2 separate regions of the Oryctolagus cuniculus genome follow, and region 2 is linked to region 1. The links are chromatin contacts, called in public Micro-C maps. All regions are on one chromosome and are shown on one strand. The core of a region is the stretch at or near the end of the contact, and the rest is flanking DNA. Distances in the headings are between cores, read along the strand shown. Region 1 holds the start of CCDC80 (coiled-coil domain containing 80). Region 2 has its middle 130 kb from the start of CD200R1.

Region 1 (3,549 bases), core at 490-2,989:
GTAGACATCATTGAAAGATTGGTGGAATCCAGGAAATAGTCTAGAAAAACAAAAGACTCCAAGACATACTGAGAAAAGTTGGGCTACAATATTATTCCAGAAAGTAGGACTCTAAAAGGGCTCTGGTTGAGCAAAAGTGTGACTCTCCTACTAACATGGGAAACACAAAGAGGAAGCAGAAGGCAGAGAAACAAAGGCATTGGTAGGAAATGAAAGGAGAGGGCAGGATAACTTCCTGTGTTGTAGAGTTCTAAAGGAGGCTTCAATTGTCTGTGCTACCACTTGGCATTTGCGTGACAGAGAGCAATTTATTTAAACTCACCAAGGCTGAGTTTGGTCACTGTAAGACAGAGCTCTCCCTATCCACAGATTTATATATAATATATATATATCCTCACAGAATATGAATATATATATATATATATGCCAGGCCCAGAGCATCACATGAAAATGCCCAATAAGTGGTAGTTGTTATTCAATAGAAAGAACAGAAAAGGAAAAGAAAGGATAGAAGGGCTGTCAGAAGTGGAGAATGTAGAGCACCCTGAGAAATAAACAGAAAGGGAATCACAAACCGGGAACAAGGTACTCGATCAACGAACAGGTGAGTCCCATGAAAGCTAAAATCTGTGGCTGTGGTCAATAGAACATCTCCTTGAAGTTCACCCTCATTCCTGTATGGCCAGGTGTCTGGAGCACCACAGGAGTGCCTTCTTTCTTATTACCCCTTGAACTTGAAGCTGCGCACTCAACGCCACTACCAGACTTTCCAATTCTGTGCTCAGGCTTTATGTGAAGGGAAACGCAAATGTGAGCAGGGGTGCTGGGGCTGATCAAGGGGTAACAACTAGGAGTAAGTTCTGATCCACTAAGAGAAGCCATTAGCATGGCCGCGCTTGCAAGGAAGTTGACTTGACTGTCACTGACAGATAATATTGACCTTGGAGAGACTGGGAGAAACACCTGTAGAACCTGAGAACACTTTCCTTCCCACTGAAAGTTGAATCCTCACCGCCGACCCAGGAGGTAGAAGCCCAAAGCTGCCTCAGTCTCTCTTTTGTAATCTGATACACCTACTAAGAATTGCCTAAAGCATTCAGACATCAAACCTCCTGGAGAAGAAAACACTAACACACACACACATACATGTACATACACACACACACACACACACACACACACACCTCCCACCCTGTGAGGTCGCTGCCCTTCTAACCAACTCTAGCCAGAGCACTGAAATCAGACATCACCATGCACATTCTGTGATGGCAATCTCTGGGGGAACATCAGCCATTGCCTGCGTTTCTAACCTTTTACCAGCTTCCTTCCATGCCAAGGAGAACGTAGGACCACGAGCATGGTAATCTGATTCTCCAGTTAGCATAAAATAAAAACAACCCACTCATGTTTTCCATGAGCTTTTCCAACCTCAAACTAAAAGCATGAAGCAGGGAGAAAGAGATACAAATATATACATGGGAGTATAAAGACACACACTGTCTGTGTGTGTACAGCCAAGCACCCTGACCCAAATGAGAATCTGTCTCTGAGACAACCAAGCAGCCAGATGCAGAAATGTCAGAATTCCCCACTTCTGAAGCGCAGTGTGAGAACAGGCAAGAAGGGAAAGTACCCTGATTGCGTGGCGTGGAAGGGGTTAAGTCCTCAGTCATCTCTTTTGAAGTGATTTATGATGATGTGTGGAGTTTCAAAAGTTTCCCCCACCCAAAGACCAGCCCTCCCCATCAAGTCCACTCCAAGCATGCTGAAATGTGAAGGAGGCGGTGTTTTGCTGATCTGTTAAATTCTTAGTGGACTTTCCTTGATTTCCAGTGGCTTCTGTTGTTTGAGTTTGGTTTGGAGCAAAACTGAGGGAGTTCTGACATTTCCAGGACTGAATCCAGACAAGAGGAAGAAGCAGAGGGAGAAGGAAAAGAGAAAATAAGATTGGGAGGAATAAAGGGAGGAGAGAAGCAGAGGCATAGAAAAAAAAAAAGTCCTTTTTTCAACATCACATTCCTGTGTTTTCCCTGAGCCTGGAAAACATATTAATCCCAGCGCTTTTACTCCCGGAAACAAAGAGACTAAGCCAGACTGTGGGGGAAAGGGTGATAAGAAGGCTCCTGGAACTCCAAAGAGGGAACGAGTGAGATTCAGAGCTCTCTCGGATTCCACTGTCAGGGACGTCCTGTGTCGGCGGACCGGCTCGCCCAGGCACACAAGACCACGGAGAAACTGCGGACAAATGGAGACACAAAGACTTAAAAGGACAGCGCCTTTCGCCTCATCCTACTTGTCCAGAAGGTAAAAGCCACAGCCAGAGGGAACAGGACTGAGCTCAGCTGTCAGCCCCAGAGAGGCTGTGGATCCGTGGTGCTTCTTGGAAAGCTGGAGCTGCGGGGGCGCAGCACAAGCCTGGTGTCTTGGCCACCCTCGGAGAGCGGAGAGAGGCTTGGGAGAAATCGTGTATCCAGGAAACTGTCCTGGGGACCAAACTTCAGATTTCTTTGGAAACGCTCCGCATTCCATCTCTATGAGCCACCATGTAAGTGTGCAATCCTTTGTGTCTTTGGGGTCTTTCTTTCTTTGTTGCTGATTTGAAGGAATGAGTGTGAATGTTGCCGGAATTAATGTGCTCGGTTTGCATTTTCCGCTGGAACATCCAGAGTTAGTTGCAACAATGCAAGCACCTCTGACTGGGGAACTGAGTTGGGTTTCCTGCTTAATGTAACTGTCTCTGCTGAGCACTGACAGATTACAGGAGTGTAAAAGCAACAGGATCCATCCGAGGCTCCATTCCCCGACCTGACCTGCCTCCTTCTCTAACCACTCCTTCCCGGTCCCCTGGGCCAAGATAGGGAAAGAGATAATGACTAGCTCTGTTTGCAATTAAATGACTTTCTGTCTTTTCTTTTTCTTTTTCTTTTTTTTCCCCTCCGCTTTCTGTCTTATGACCCTGCGGCATCCCTAAGTGGATTACACAATGACGTGGAGAATGGGACCCCGTTTCACCATGCTGCTGGCAATGTGGCTAGTGTGTGGGTCAGAACCCCACCCCCGCGCTACACACAGAGGGAGCCATGGAGGGCGGAAGGGGCCTTTGGTGTCCCCGGTTAACGGCAGCAGGCCAGGACGGTTTCTGAGGCACACAGGGAGGTCTCATGGAACTGAGAGAGCCACCCTGGGAGAACCAAACCTACGGCCTCTCCAAAGCAGGAGGAGCGTGCCGGTGTTGAGACTAGCTAGCCCCCCAGCGCTGCCAGCCCCCCTGGACGCCCACGGGACCCCTGAGAGACCTCAGCTGAGACCTGCGGCCAGGAGCTCTCCTCGCGAGATGGTGCGGGATGAGGGGTCCTCCTCTCGGTCAAGGATGCTGCGCTTCCCCTCTGGGTCCAGCTCGCCCAACATCCTGGCCAGCTTTGCGGGGAAGAGCCGGGTGTGGGTTATCTCAGCGCCGCACGCCTCGGAAGGCTACTACCGCCTCATGATGAGCCTGCTGAAAGCCGACGTGTACTGCGAACTGGCCGAAAGGCACATCCAGCAGATCGT
Region 2 (3,549 bases), core at 357-2,856, 160 kb before region 1:
GGACTGGGAAGATAAAGATGCTGTTGTGAACTCTTAGGATGTGAGTAGGAGAATTGAATTTATGAATTGAAATTCAAAAACTCTGTTGTGTTAGTCTTTTTTCCACTGAATGGATTCCATTATTCCTGGAAGACATGAAGTAGTGAATCCACACTACTCCTCGACCCTATTCCTGTTGGCATGATTTATGGCGTGGTATTAGATTGAAAGATTAAAAATCCTCAACCCTCATCCTCCCAGCTCTACATAAATATGAGAAAATTCTCATGTTTTTTTTCTTTTCTGAACATACATATACAAAAATATATGTAATATATGTACAACAAATTCATGTGGTCCTAAATTGAGGAAAATTGGGAAAAACTTTTAGCAAAACTGAGTTGAGAGCCACTAGGTGGTGCTTCAACTTAATTTTGAAGCAAGTTAAAACCTACTCAACCTCAAGAAAAGTCATCCTGAGTTTTTTCTTTAATATTTCTGTGTAATTTCCCCTCTGTTTACTAATTTTTAGATCTTCTCGGGTGGTTTTGGAACAATGACTGATGGAAAGGGGGAAGGGTTGATATAAAATTAAGAAAAAAAAAGTATTTTCAGTCCCCAAGCTTCAATTATATTACTCTTTTCACTTAATTTTATTTACCAGATGGGATAAGAGTAGATATTAATAGGCTCACTTAAAGGAAAGGGGAATATGAGGACGTTTTAGAGATTAAACCAAAATTAGCACTCATTTCTTAAACTCAGAGTTAAGATCACAATTCACAGAAGAGTAATTAGGTGCTCAGTGTTAATGGCTTCAAATGTTTAGAACGACAAATAAAATTAGCTGGTCTGCTCCACTTCCCGAGTTTTCCTCCGTATTTCCCCCCTCAACATTTTTTAGAGGTATACGTGATATTCTAAAGCTGAAAGGAAGTTGCAGGTCAATTATCTCAGCCTCTTCATTTTACCAGAGGAAACTAAGCATCTCAGAATTGAGTGGTCATCAGTGTTTCTAAGAAGCCAGTTGGTCTGCTTTGCTTGCTGTTGAGAAGGTGGCTACCCTAGGGCCATGGCCAGACATGGCATATCAGAGGAAGAAATGACCATCTCTTCCTTGGACTCCATGTCACTAGTGAGGATCAACTGCCCCCCCACCCACCCACCATGACCAAGGCCACATGACAGTTCTTTATGCAATGTCTGACATCTGACAAAGGGACTGAGATTATACTTCTATTGATTAGATTTTTGGTGGAGCTGGAGTTATGAACAATACCATTCAACAGACACACGCTCTGGTGGGAGAGAAGTGAATGGAGACCTGGACAAAACTGGAACTTTGTTATGAACACAGAACTGCACAAAGCATGTGAAGATATGATGAAGGAGCTGACAATAGCCAAACTGAGTTTTATAAGGTACAAAGCTCTACAGTTGGAAAGGAGGAAGGATCAGGGAAGAAAGACATGCCAGGAAGAGAGGACAGTATGGGCAAGTACAGGGAGTTGTGCCAGGATGTGTCTCTTTCAGGGAAATGGGGAAACTATATCACATAAATATAACATGTCCTGAGGTCATCTGGGGACAGAAGACAGCTCTTCTACTAAGAATGCCAGGAGAATTTTGCAAATCCAGCAAATCTTAGTGAATTTATAATGTTCTCTGGACAGAATGTCCAAATCATTAGACTGATTCACCCAAAACTGATTTTAAGATCAAATAAGGAGCCAAGAATATTGGCAAATATGCAGTGGGGAACCAAAGAGAGGCTGGAGAGAGGCAGTGGTATGATAGATGATGTCAATGATCTCAGAAGGGCTGGGCTTGGCTTCTGAGCTGGCTGAAGCTGGCAGAGTTGAGACCCTTCTCCCTATTCTGGTTTCCCCTCGGTGGTAGAAAAATAATTTTTGCTCTCAACAAGCTGAAGAAAGGGTTTTTAGGGTAATCCTTATATGTTTATATATGTCCTTGTAAAAGGTACTCTAAAAACACCAAGCCTTGTCATTCACCCAACCTGCTTTCGAAAACCCCTCACGCACCCTGTCTATCTTGTAGCTTCCCCAGGGCTACACAGGGGCCATGGAACCTGGAGACCTGGATCTCCTTCACCATGGGCACTGTGTGGGCAGGCCATATCCTTGGAAAGGCTAATCTGGCATGTCACCACAGAGCCTCGGAATGAGCATAAATGCTTCTGTAGGCCTGACTGAGGCTGTGTGGGAGACAGGCGCCAGATCAAGCCATGTATTTTGTGTCTTCTTCCAAGAGCTTATTTACAATTCTTGCATTCCTGATTTTAAAGCTTTTGGCTTGAGAACAATGTCTGTGACATAACACCTTTCAAAAAGCTCTCCCGTAAACTTTTCTATATTCTGTGTCACAGAAAATCACAACACCATTTATAGGACGTTGATTGAAAACCAAGCAGTGCTCCAAGATGCCAGCTCCAAGAAGCTACAGTAAATGGCCTGGACTAGGAAGAATTATTAAACAACTTCCAACAAGAAGCATCTGTATTTTGTCATTCTCCCCAAAACAGCATAAAATGTGCAAAGGGAGGCCACCGTTTCAGTGGGGGTGGAGGAGGTGGGTTGTTTGTAACATTTTCCACTATTCTGCTACATCTGCAACCCAAATCCCATTACTTTCCAACTGCCTATCAGAGGAGGGTGTTTGCTGATGCAGCCCAAGGAGGCTTGCTTGCTTGCTTGCACTTGCAACCTAGAGGATGATTTAATGGGAAGGATCTGGGTGTGAAACCTTATCCCTGTGCCAAACGGGGCTTGGGATTTACATTTTTTAATTTTATTTTTGCTTTTTTCCCCCCAGATTTTTATCCCAAACATGCTTTCTTTGGCAGCCTCCGCAGAGAGTTATGAAGTCATAGTGTGTAAATTATCCGACTCTTACTCTGCAGGATGGTAAAACAGACTTAGGACTGGGAAACTGCAGCTGTACTTGGGTAAGGGCTCCGGCCAGGCGGAAGCAGGAGAATATGTGGCAAAGCTCATGTGCACCCTGCGGAGGCTACGTAATGATCCACCTTCAGCTGTCATGGTGCTGCTGAGAGATGCTATCTGTGGTTAGCCATCACTTGAAATTTTTACTTCTCAGAATCAGTGGTCTTCTTTTGTTTAGTGGCTACATTTCAAGGGGATCAGGAAGTATTGAGTTTATTACTGTCTTTTTTTTAAAAAAATGACCATTTATTTGTTTGAAAGGCAGAATGCAAGGGTGGAGTGGAAGGGAAGACAAGAGAGAGAAAGAGGAGAGCGAGAATTTTCCATCCACTGGTTCACTCCCCAGCTGGGGTTGGGCCTGGCCAAAGCCAGGAGCCAGGAACTCCATTCCACATGGGTGGCAGGGGCCCAAGTACTTGAGTCAACTTCTGCTGCCTTTCCCAGGCACGTTAACAGGGAGCATGATCAGAAACAGCAGTCCAAACTTGAACTGGTGCTCTGAAATGGGACGTTGGCATTGCAAGCACCGTAACCTGCTGCACCACAATGCTGGCCTTTAATCCTGTATTTCTTATTTGTGTGTAAAAGATGAAGAATGTGTCCTGCC

What was found. Hi-C and Micro-C count contacts between places; a contact is called where the count stands out from the background.
Region 2: a Micro-C map of ear pinna shows a contact between it and region 1, with 9 times the contacts expected there. The contact joins the enhancer-like site here to the promoter of CCDC80 in region 1. A contact is called at or near these places in 4 of 6 Hi-C or Micro-C datasets (ear pinna, psoas muscle, skin fibroblasts and 1 more).

Annotation. Positions count from the first base shown.
Region 1 is chr4:68,690,694-68,694,242 of mOryCun1.1, reverse strand. It overlaps CCDC80 (coiled-coil domain containing 80), which reads left to right and starts at 1,739. Exons shown (of 8, transcript XM_002716703.5): 1 at 1,739-2,545; 2 at 2,973-3,549. The coding sequence starts at 2,984.
Region 2 is chr4:68,852,593-68,856,141 of mOryCun1.1, reverse strand. No RefSeq gene overlaps it. Among named protein-coding and RNA genes, the nearest start is that of CD200R1, 130 kb to the left of the region's middle. Within about 2 kb of position 1,606, at least 1 of the 8 cell types and tissues checked has an H3K27ac peak or open chromatin away from gene starts, as enhancers often do.